Regions from separate parts of the Mus musculus genome. Here region 1 is linked to region 2. Evidence: chromatin contacts called from public HiChIP or PLAC-seq data. All regions are on one chromosome and are shown on one strand. Each heading gives the region's core, a stretch centred on a gene start, on an enhancer-like site or on the middle of the called end of the contact. The rest is flanking DNA. Distances are from core to core; before and after follow the strand shown.

Region 1 (5,604 bases), core at 2,333-4,832, 160 kb before region 2:
AAATTCCTCTGCTCTTCTAAATTCCCATGGGTAGGTTGTACTATCAAGGGAGCTAAGTCATAAAAACGGTACATGAATTGTCCCAGAGCAAACAGACATCTAGGGTCACCCTTCAAAAGTCCAACAGTTTGTATTGACAATTTTCACATTGTAGTTTTCAATAAAAGTGTGCTGATGCCTTATATATGTATATACACACATGTATGCATATGAACACATACAACCCACTTGTTCCTTTGTTAGTCATTCATCCTATAAAGTTCTAGGTAGGGATATGGATATGCTGGGAAACACCTTATGAAGACTGAATTCTGTGACGGATTGGCAATCATGACTATGATCAACATGACTGGGCTGACTCCATGGTCTGCTGTTATAGGCTGGCCTGGAAGATTAGGTACAAGGATGAGACTCACTGGCCAATGAGGGGCACATCTGTTGTCCAATGAGAGTTCTGCAGATTGTAGGTATAGGCAGAGGGAGGAGGAGTGGTCCTTACAGGATATAGCCTGTACACTGAGAGGAGGGGAATGTGGCAGAAGGTGACCAACATAGAGGGCAGAGCAGAGGCGCATATGACAGACTCCCAGGGTGTTCTCTACTGCCCTGACAGAGGGTGTTACTGAAGTACCGCTGTGCTGATCAGAATGGATGCCAAACAGGGATGCAGTGTTATCCCTCCAGCTTCTCAACAATTAGAAGGGGCCTGGGGCTTTATTCTTGGTCTTTTTCAGTCCAACAAAATCTGTTTAGGTGAGTTTCACCTGCTCTTTCTTCAACAGGTGCATGGACAGGTAGGGAGAGCCATGTCCTAGTTCTGGAGACACTGTACACTTTGCAGCGAGATGAAGAAGAAGCTGTGTACACCCAGTGGCTGTAGGGTTACTGGGGCTGGCCTGGGTTCTGCATAGAGGATCTGGCCTTTGCCTGGAAGCCTTTCTATGAGATGAATGGCTGATCAGGAGGACCCGTAAGAGGGGCTCTAAGTCTCTAGTGGTGTGCTGTTACTCATTCATTGTAAGTGAGACTCACATTCATGCCTGACTTCCTACTTATCATTTTGTGACTGTTTTCTTCAGGAGCCTTGTTAAGTTTTGTAAGATTCAAATTTAGTCATGTCCACATGTCAACCATTTTCTGGGGACAGGGTAAGTTCTATCCTTGTGCTTATGCGGTTTTCCCTGGTCTTATTTCCACATCCTCTTACAGTTGCTACTTCTGAAAGGGGGTGGAGTCACATGTGGTGAATCTTGGCAGCAGGTATGGGAGAGCAGAGGCAGTGGCATCCCGGGGTTGGGGGCAGGTGTGCTGTTGGAACTGAGCTCCAGGAGAACAGCGATCGTGCAGAATTTATGGAGGAGGCATACATAGGCACTCTTCTTTCCCTATTCTGATGCATGGAATCTTGTGCCCCATGCCACATAAATTCACAATAAAGCAAAGCATGGGAGCTCTCAGAAGTGCACATGGATCAGGTGAGCCCCTCTGCTGAAGTAGGGGCTCTGGGATCGGTCTGTCACACGCAGCGATACACACCGTTGCCATGACAAAGAGCTTCTTAGGTGGCAATGTCTGACCCCTCTGCCTTTGTGGCTTCTGCATCTTGTAGCATCTGGCAGGACCACTGTCAATAAAGACCTTATCAATAGTGAGGCGTCAATAGCCACCCATGAGTTTAACTGCAGGGACAAATATTTGTGAATACTGGCCGGCCACGTTCCCATGATCCCCGCCTCGGTCCCGTGAGACAGCTGGGGCTCTTCTCATTTGCAGATGGAGAAACTGAAGCACAGCGTGGTTCAGTGACTTGCCAGGCTGTGTGTAACTAGATCAATTCATTTATTCAACACATTTTAAACTTTATGAGGAAGGAGCTGCCGTGCTGGAAAGAGTTCGAGTCAAGCCTGATTAATTGATGGGCAGTAAACACAGGGCTTGCTTGGGCCTGGGTGCTTCTGCCGTTGAGCTGAACAAGGCCAGCCAAGGGACAGGCTAGGATCAATCTGAATTGGAACGCTGTGAGAATTTGGAATGCAGAACTAAAGTATGTGTGCATATCTGTGTATGTGCCTGCCTGTGTGCATACATATATGCATGTATCTGTACACACGAGCCTGTATATATGTGTATACTTAAATTCTTCTATGTATGCTAATATGCATACATGTTTATGTATATACATGAGTTCCTGTATATGTGTATACATATGTATTTACATGCATGTATGTGTGTATATATGTGTCCAGAGGTGCACACGTGTGAGTGATTGTGTGCTTAGACATATGTGTGAATGAATGACTATGAAGATACATGTGTGCTTGTGTATATATGAGAATTTATGAGTATATGAGTTAGCATGCATGTGTCTTCATGTGTATGTGTGTGCCTACTTATGTTTATGTATATACATGTGTGCCTGTGTGTATGCGTGTGTATGTATGCATGGATATGCTTCTTTCTCTGTATGTAAAGAGGCACATGAGTGTGGGGTGGGTATGTGGGAGCCGGGTGGGGATTCACAAGGTCATCTAACCACATCCTCTCACTGGTGAGTACCCTACAAGAACCCACAGCTTCCCGACTATCACTAAATCTCCTCAGACCTGCTCACTGGCTAGAATAAACAGAGCCCAGGAAGCACCATGACTGAGATGTTTGGCTTCTTCCTTTGACAGCCTGAACTTGAGAGACATGATGGGTAGCACTCTGGCTAGTTGAGAGCAAAGCAGACCAAGGAAAACAATTACTGAGGGTGGGCATCAAGCCCTGGAACCTCCTGGAAGGCCAAGACCTGCTACAAATGCAGTGCATACAGAGCGGGTGGGGGGGGGTCCTCAAAATCAAGTGATAATTTGGAGAAATTGATGCCACTAAGACTATGCTCTGTGCCATCATGGCGCCTGTCAGCAGTACTCAGAGTTATCGCTCTGCACTTTGCTAAGCATATGGAGGGAGCAGATCTTGGCTGGGCTCCAGACATCCAAAAGTTAAATTAATGGGTCCTGCCATGAGGGCTACTAATTAATGGGAGTGAGGGAATGTCCAGCACTGCGTTGTTCCTTCTTCGTTTTTCTTAGAGGGGTTTTCTTCCCAGACCCAACCAAAATGGCGCTGTGTTCAACCTAGTTCTTCGTCCTTTCCCTCTGGGGGTGGGGGACGGGGTGGGGGTGGGGACTGGGGACTGGCCCTAGCTTGCATCTGGTTTGTGGTTCCGGCCCATTGGGCTCATTCGTTTATTCAGCTGACACAGAGGGTGGGTGGCAACAGTGTAATTGCAGGAAAATAGTTGGCATCTTCTCCTGGAGGGTGTTGTGAACCGGTGGATCTTCACTCTGGCAGCAGTGTTTTGAGCTTTGGCTCTGGACTACTTCTGCTCATGCTGCACGCTCAGTCCTGATGAGAAGTTGCAGGGTCTACGCGCAGGCAGCTCACAGGGGTCATTCCAGGCTTCGTGTCCTCTCCCTGTAGACTCCGGGGTCAGCACAGCTCACTATGACAGGAACACTTGAGTGCCCGTGGACTGGAGAGCAGGAGGCTGAGCAAGCTGATGACTTGCTAGTAGTTGTATTTTAATCCTTCCTTGGCTTGCTTCCATTTGGGCAAACAGATGAGGTAATGTGGTTGAGGGAGGACACTTGTACTAGATAGTCTCAGCCTCTGACCTTGCTGTTAGGTCACCCACAAATGGCTGAGGTGCCTATTAACATATCAAAGCTGATGGAGGCCAGCTGTTCCCAAAACACTCAGTACCTGTGGCTCCTCCCACCACTTCTCACCCAGACCACACCCTCAAGCCTCTCCTTCCAAGGGACAGGGCTTCCGCTGCCCTTCCCCATATAACTCAGCCATTGAGGCCATGTCCATCTCTTGGCACCAGGACCTTCTTATGGTCAGCGCTTCTCTGCCTCCCCGGCTCCTTTCGGGGTAGGTTAGTCTGCGGGCCACATCCAGCCTAGGCTCTTTGCTCTTCAGGCTTTCTGACTTCCATCTACAGCAAAATTTCCTCCACACTTAAGGAGGTGGTCATGTCCTCCTTTTGTTTCACTTTTTCATCCATCTGCCTCAGCTACTCCCTCCACACATTTGGAAGACCTATATCCATCCAAACATTAACAAAAGAAACTACCCTATTTTAACAGCTGACCGAGAGGAATGTAAATGGGCCTGCCTATAGGTTGTGCTTGGTAACTGTGCTGGCTTTGTAAAGGAGAGTGTTTCTGAGAAAGGTGGGCTATCTGGTGCCAAATATTTCAAGATATCAAATGTCTATGCTGAACGGGGGGGTGGGGGGGGGAAGGAAAGGACATGACAGCTACTCGGTATGTAGATAAAAGGGAGCAGGGAGCACAGAGATATCTGGGAGAGTCCAGAGAGGACATCACTCTGATCCATGTGAAGAGTGGAGGCAGGGGACAGGGACCAGATGTAGCAGCTGGAAAAGTTACAGGGTCAGGTGGGGGTGGGGTGCATAAGAGGGCGCAAGGTAGGGACTGAAGGATGCTGGGAGATCCTGGCGGCCAGCTCAGCTTTGATATGTTAAATAGGAATCTCACATTTGTCCCAGGGTTTGAGAGTTAACACTAGCACTGGAGGATATCTGGCCAAATCAGAGAGATTCCCGGCAGGACTCTGATCTTCCCAGAAGAATTTGCATACAAAGCAGACAGACACAGAGTGGCACGAAATGAGCTGGTGTAGACACAGCCAGCCCTGGTTATATAGCACACAGCTCTAGAGCAGAGGCTATCCTGTTTCAAAATGGTCTAATTTTCTATTACAAAGCTCTTTAGGTACACTTTGAAAATTAACTATGTGATAAGAAGTTAGTCATTTGATAAAATTTGGAGACATTTTTCTTTGAAAATAAACAACAACAAAAAACTAACAAACCATCTGGTTTCATCTATTCAGAACTTCACTTAAAGACCCCGCCTTCCATTCTCATTGTTAATGGCTGTTTATCTTCTTTGCCTTTGACCTATGCGGTTCTCCCCAGGGTGAGGGGCAGAACTTGAGTTTAGAAAACATATCCTTTGCTGTTACACAAAGAGATTTACATTTCAATACTTTGTGGAAAATGGAGACTGAATGGCTGCTGGTGAAAAAATTGTGTTGGACCCGAGACTTAAGAGAGGATTTTTTTTTTTTTTTGTAGAACATGATTTTAATATTTTCAACTGTTGTTATTCAATAAACAGAATAGTTAAAGATATACTTCATTGTTATGTCTCACTTTTCATTTCTGATTTTATTAACTTGGATACTGTCTCTGTGCCCTCTGGTTAGTCTGGTTAAGGGTTTATCTATCTTGTTGATTTTCTCAAAGAACCGCTCCTGGTTTTGTTGATTCTTTGTATAGTTCTTTTTGTTTCTATTTGGTTTAATTATTTCCTGCCCTCTACTCCTCTGGGGTATATTTGCTTCTTTTTGTTCTAGAGCTTTCAGGTGTGCTGTCAAGTTGCTAGTGTAAGCTCTCTTCAGTTTCTTTTGGGAGGCACTTAGAGCTATGAGTCTTTCTCCTAGCACTGCTTTCATTGTGTCCCATAAAGTTTGGTATGATATGTCTTCATTTTCATTAAATTCTAATAAACCTTTAATTTCTTT
Region 2 (5,597 bases), core at 2,810-5,309:
CAAGAATCATGGTAGCTAGGAAGATCATTAATAGGTGGTGAGAGACCAATGGCAATGGGTAGCTCATCATCTATCTTCTGATAGTTTGATGATAGATAGCTGATCGATAGATTGATGGACAGATAATGGATAATAGATTGACTGACTGATGATAGACAGTTGAGAAAGTATGCATATTGAGATGCATACTTATGCACTTGAACATATAAAATAGGCCTTCAAGCCATTGTTTAGGACGACATACACAAATACTATCTCATATTTTGGCTAAGAATTTCTCAGTTTGTGTGTGCATTTTATGAAGAAATGTCTAACCTTGTTACTGAATTAGGATTCAAAGGAAAATTATTTCAATGTCTTGATCCCAACTCCAACTAGCCTGGTTGAGCCAGGCCAACAGCAAGGCCAATTGAAAACACAGCCCGGTGAGCAGCAAACTGCATTTAAGTAGATGCAAAAAGAAGAATGAAGCAAACATTTCTTTATTTTAAGAGACTTGTCTTGAATTGTAGAATTTTATATTGTGAGATTTTTGTTATTATTTTGACACTTTGAGAGAGGATCTTTGTAGGTAGCCCAGACCATCCTTGATATCATAATTGTCTAGGCTTGGACAACTAAGTTCTAGGATTCCAAGGGTGTACAACCTCATGGCTATTTTGAATTTTAATAATGTTTTAGTCAGTGTTCTATTGCTGTGAAGAGAGACCATGACCACAGCAACTCTTACAAAAGGAAGCATCTAATTGGGGTTTACTTATAGTTTCAAATGCTTGGTCTTCTATCATCATGGCAGAAAACATGGCCGTATAGAGGCAGATACAGTAGCTGAGACTTCTGTAGCCAGATCCATAGGCAATAGGAAGAGAGAAGTAGCTGGGCTCAACATGGGCTTCTGAAATCTCGAAGCCCACTTCCCAGTGACACACTTCCTCCAAGCAAGGCCACGCCTCCTAATCCTTCCAAATAGTGCCACTTCCTGAGCCTTCAAAGTCACAGTGTCCTCTAGCAGTGGTTTAACTTCCCTTTTCTCTGGTGCAGAGTATCCTCGGCCACCCTCACTGTATATATCTGTCTACCTCTCTCAATGCCATATTTGACAGGTTCTGGAAGGTACTCCGATATTTTAGTTTCTTATTTGACTTCTCCGTTACTCAAATTATTATATTACCAATATGAATTATAGATTTACTCAGTATTGGCTAAAGTGAAAACAACCAGGGGAGACTGAAGTTGATAGGAAATTTTCAATAAAATGGATTTAAAAATATTTATTATTTGCTTTTCTTCTTTGAGGCAAGGTCTTGTTATGTAGCCCTGCCTGCCTTGATATTTACTAAGTTGTCCAGTTTGCCTTGAATGAAAAGAAATCCTCTAGATGTTCTTTTATTGTTCATGATTATTTTAGCTATCCTGGGTTTTCATTTTTCTATATGAAGTTGAGAATTGTTCTTTCAAGATCAGTAAAGAATTGTGTTGGAATTTTGATGGGGATTACATTGAATCTGTAGATTGCTTTTGGTAAGATGGCTGTTTTCACTGTTAATCCTACCAATTCATGAGCATGGGGGGGGGGTGTCTTTCCATCTTCTGATATCTTCCTCAATTTCTTTCTTCAGAGACCTGAAGTTCTTGTCATGCAGGTCTTTCACCTGCTTGGTTAGAGTTACACCAAGGTATTTTATATTATTTGTGACTGTTATGAAGGGTATTTTTTCCCTAACTTTTTTCTCAGTCTGTTTTATCACTTGTATAGAGGAGGGCTACAGATTTCTTTGAGTTAATTTTGTATCCAGCCACTTTGCTGAAGGTGTTTATCAGCTGAAGTTCTCTGGTAGAAGTTTTGGGGTCACTTATGGATCCTATCATATGATCTGTGAATTAGGTTAGCGATACTTTTGGCTTCTTCCTTTCCAATTTGTATCCCCTTGATCTCCTTCAGTTGTCTTACTGCTCTAGCTAGAACTTCAAGTACTGTATTGAAGAGATAGGGGGAGAGTGGATAGCCTTATCTTGTCCCCTATTTTAGTGGAAATGCTTTAAGTTTCTCTCCATTTAATTTGTTGTTGGCTATTGGTTTGCTGTATATTGCCTTTATTGTGTTTAGATATGCTCCTTCTATCCCTGCTCTCTCCAAGACTTTTATCTCGCAGGGGTGTTGGATTTTGTCAAATGTGGTTTTTTGGCATCTAGGGAGATGATTTTGTGTGTGTGTGTGTGTGTGTGTGTGTGTATGTGTGTGTGTGTGTTTTAGTTTGTTTATATGGTGGATTATGTTGATAGATTTTTATATACTGAACCACCCTGCATTCCTGGGATGAAGCCTTCTTGATCATGGTGGATGATGTTTTGATGTGTTCTTGGATTTGGTTTTTGAGTATTGAGTATTTTTGTATCAATGTTCATAAGGGAAATTGGTTTGACATTATCTCTCTTTGTTGAGTCTTTGTGTGGTTTAGGTATCAAGGTGACTGTGGCCTCATAGAATGAGTTTGGCAATGTTCCTTCTATTTCTATTTTGTGGAATAGTTTGAGGAATATTGGCATTCTAAATAATACTTCCCGCCCAAAAGAAACTCCCAAAAACCATCCAACCATCCAACCAATCAAATCAAAACAAAACAAAACAAAAATAAACAAACAAGCAACCAACCCAAAAAACCCCAAAACATAACAAAAACCAACCAAACAAAAGAAATTCTACTATCTTATCCTCTTGGGTGCTGGGATTGTAGGTGTACACAACCATACTTGGATGCTCAGTCTAAAAACTTTCTTCATTCATAACACGCAGGATGGTACACAATTTACAAAGAGGACAGCAGTGAGCTCTTGTAGTGAGTCTGTTTTATCACAGCCCATCCTGTCAGTCAAACCCTCCTGGCAGTACAGAGTTTTATCCTGTATGGCTCTTGGCAGCTGTTGCTGCCTTATGGTGGTAACTGTCCTTAATTCTGAAAGTGTGGATTTGTTTCTGTGTTCGTGAACTTCACAGAAACAGGACTTAGGGTTTCCTCTGTCGTCTTTCTCATGGTTTTGCAGACTCACTCATATCATTGAATACTCCTGTGTTTCCTTTGCACTGCTATCAAGTATTTCACCTGTGACATGCCGTAGTCTTAGGTACATATTTCTGTCTTAACAAATATTTGGGTTGCAGTCTAGTTTTAATTTGTTGTTGAGTAATGCTGCTTGAAGATTCCCGTATAGATCTTTGGATGCATAGAAGTGCGGTTGTATTCATGCATGAAGTGTCATATCTGGTTGATGGGCTAATGGCGTACTGCTTTGACAGTGTTTCAAAGTGGAATAAGTATCTGTGCTAGCCACTTAAGGGTTAAGTTGCTCCACACCGCTACCAAACTTTGGTATAGTGTTTTTAATTTTATGTCTTATGACAGTTATTCAGTAATAGCTTATATTTTTAGTGTATTTCTTCAGAAGTGAAATGCTCATGCACATTTTGTATACTTGTGGGCTGTTTAAAGAGCCTCCTTTGAGAAGTTTCTTGTTTTGTTTCCAGTCTGATGATCTGTCTTTTTCCAACTGATTGTTAAGAGGACTTTAGATCTCATTTAAGCCTTGGCTTTATAAGGATGAAGGGCTCAAGGAGCATCTTATGAGGACACACGAAGTCCTTGGTGATCCCAAGGCCTTACTGGAAGCTTTGTGCAATAGTGATTTAAGCATCCCTCTGGTTGTGGTATGTTCCCTGGCAGTCCCAGGACAAGAACGAATGAGAAAGGAGGTTCAGTGAGATGCTGAGATGCTGCACCCTGACCTCCTTGCTTCCTTTATAGGTGGTAGGAGCTTAGTCTGGGTTCCTGAGTGGGAGGCAGGAGCTGTATGGGAGAGAATGATGAGAGAAATAATGGAGGCCAAGACACGTTTCTGTTCAAGGCCCCCAAGTTTACTAAGAGTCTGTGCTTATAAAGTGGGGAGGCCCATCCCCCCACCAATCTATTCTTGGTGCCTGTTGCCAGCCTGTAGGTGATCTGCTGGGTACTGTCTCCGGAATATCTCTGGACCTCTCAGCAGGTAGCAGTGTCTTGGAGAAAAGCAGCAGCAGGTGACAGAACAATAGAGCCAGCTAAGTCAGAAGGCTCCACCCAGGTGGTCTCATTCTCAGTGGCAGCAAGGTCAAAGCCAGCCTACTCAAGGCTGGGGGAGGCTACAGTCTGTTTGCTTAATTAGGAGTCTTTGTCCTGGTGCTGGAGACATACTTCCATACTTTAGAACATTCAATAATCTTGCTAAGGACTGGAGTTTGGCTCCCAGCACCCATACCAGGCAGCTCACAACCGCCTATAACTCCAGCTTCAGGGAAACCTGATACCTGTATCACGTGTATGTACTCACCCACACATATAGATAATTAAGCATCTTCTAATCTTCAAAAATAGAAAGAGAATGTTTGTCCCATGGGACTAGAGAAATGTCTTCTCGGTTAAAAGCATCTGCTGCTCTGGTGGAGGACTTGCGTTTAGTTCTTGTCATCCGCATGGGTGCTTATAACCATCTGTAATTCCACATCTGATAGCCTGTTCTGGTTTCTGCAGACTCCAAGTGTGTGTGCAATACACAGAAATACATGCAAGCAAACATTAACACACATAACATAAAAAAATAATGAACGTCTGTCTCAGTGATAAGACAGTATTAATGACATCCTGAAACAGCATTTACCAAATAACCTCCATTTGAGTCGCAAGAGTAGGGAGTCAAAAATACCATGTCTGTTGGCAAAGAGGTGGAGATACCCAGAAGTTAAAGGGCATTTGGATGGACCTGTGTCTAAATGAAAGTTTACACTCTTCAACACTTGAGAATTAGTCCTTCATGTATCTACCCTCTTCCTGCCCCATCCCAAAACAGTGTCAGGAACGGCGAAAGCCACTCAATCTTCTAGGCTCTCACTGTGGGAAACTTCTCTCTCCTCATGGTGGCCTGCTCCTTCGTTGCTTCCACTCACTTGATTTTAGATATTTCTTTAGAGGCACAGGGTACTCTGCCACCTTCCTATCTAATGCTATGCTGATCTTTGGAGGTGGTCACCACGCTGTCATGTCTTCCCTTACTTTTCCCTTTAGACTAAAAAGGAAAAGTCTTTTTCTTGGGATAAGCATCTTTAAACAGACGGGAAATAGTACCATGGTCAAAGAATGCGCTAAAATTGAGTAATTCACCAAGGACATTTTCTTGGGCCACGGCACCTGCCATTTCCCCGCTGTGGCTGCCAGAAGGCCCATTGACACCCCAACCTTCCTTACTTCAGGAAACATCCCTTGTTTATGGATCTAGTTCCTTACTGTGTCGCCAATACCTGCTGTAGCCTTTTTTCTAAAATGTTAACAGGATTATTATTATTATTATTATTATTATTATTATTATTATTATTAGCAGTGAGATTTTTTATGTGTGATTCTGGTGAATAGCAAGGATCTGCTCAGATTTCACTCTGGTGTCTCTGAAGAGACAATTTTCCAAACTCTGTGGTATGCCGCTTAGATGAGAGCCCGCCCGTCATTCATAATTTGGTTTTCTAGAACTCAAGAACCTAGTCAGTGCTGTGAGCTTAGAGTGCACTGTGCAGTTGT

The links. HiChIP or PLAC-seq counts read pairs in DNA pulled down with a chosen protein or histone mark.
Region 1: an H3K27ac HiChIP or PLAC-seq map of embryonic stem cells shows a contact between it and region 2, with 2.7 times the contacts expected there. The contact joins two enhancer-like sites. A contact is called at or near these places in 2 of 115 datasets of contacts at active chromatin or transcription factors (embryonic stem cells and pancreatic cancer cells).

Annotation. Positions count from the first base shown.
Region 1 is chr17:10,078,094-10,083,697 of GRCm38.p6, reverse strand. No RefSeq gene overlaps it. Among named protein-coding and RNA genes, the nearest start is that of Gm34972, 65 kb to the left of the region's middle. Within about 2 kb of position 3,582, at least 50 of the 459 cell types and tissues checked have an H3K27ac peak or open chromatin away from gene starts, as enhancers often do. A contact at or near this core is called in embryonic stem cells, where this site is marked.
Region 2 is chr17:9,915,718-9,921,314 of GRCm38.p6, reverse strand. It overlaps a transcript of Gm34799 not described here. Among named protein-coding and RNA genes, the nearest start is that of Gm34799, 12 kb to the right of the region's middle. Within about 2 kb of position 4,059, at least 5 of the 459 cell types and tissues checked have an H3K27ac peak or open chromatin away from gene starts, as enhancers often do. A contact at or near this core is called in embryonic stem cells, where this site is marked.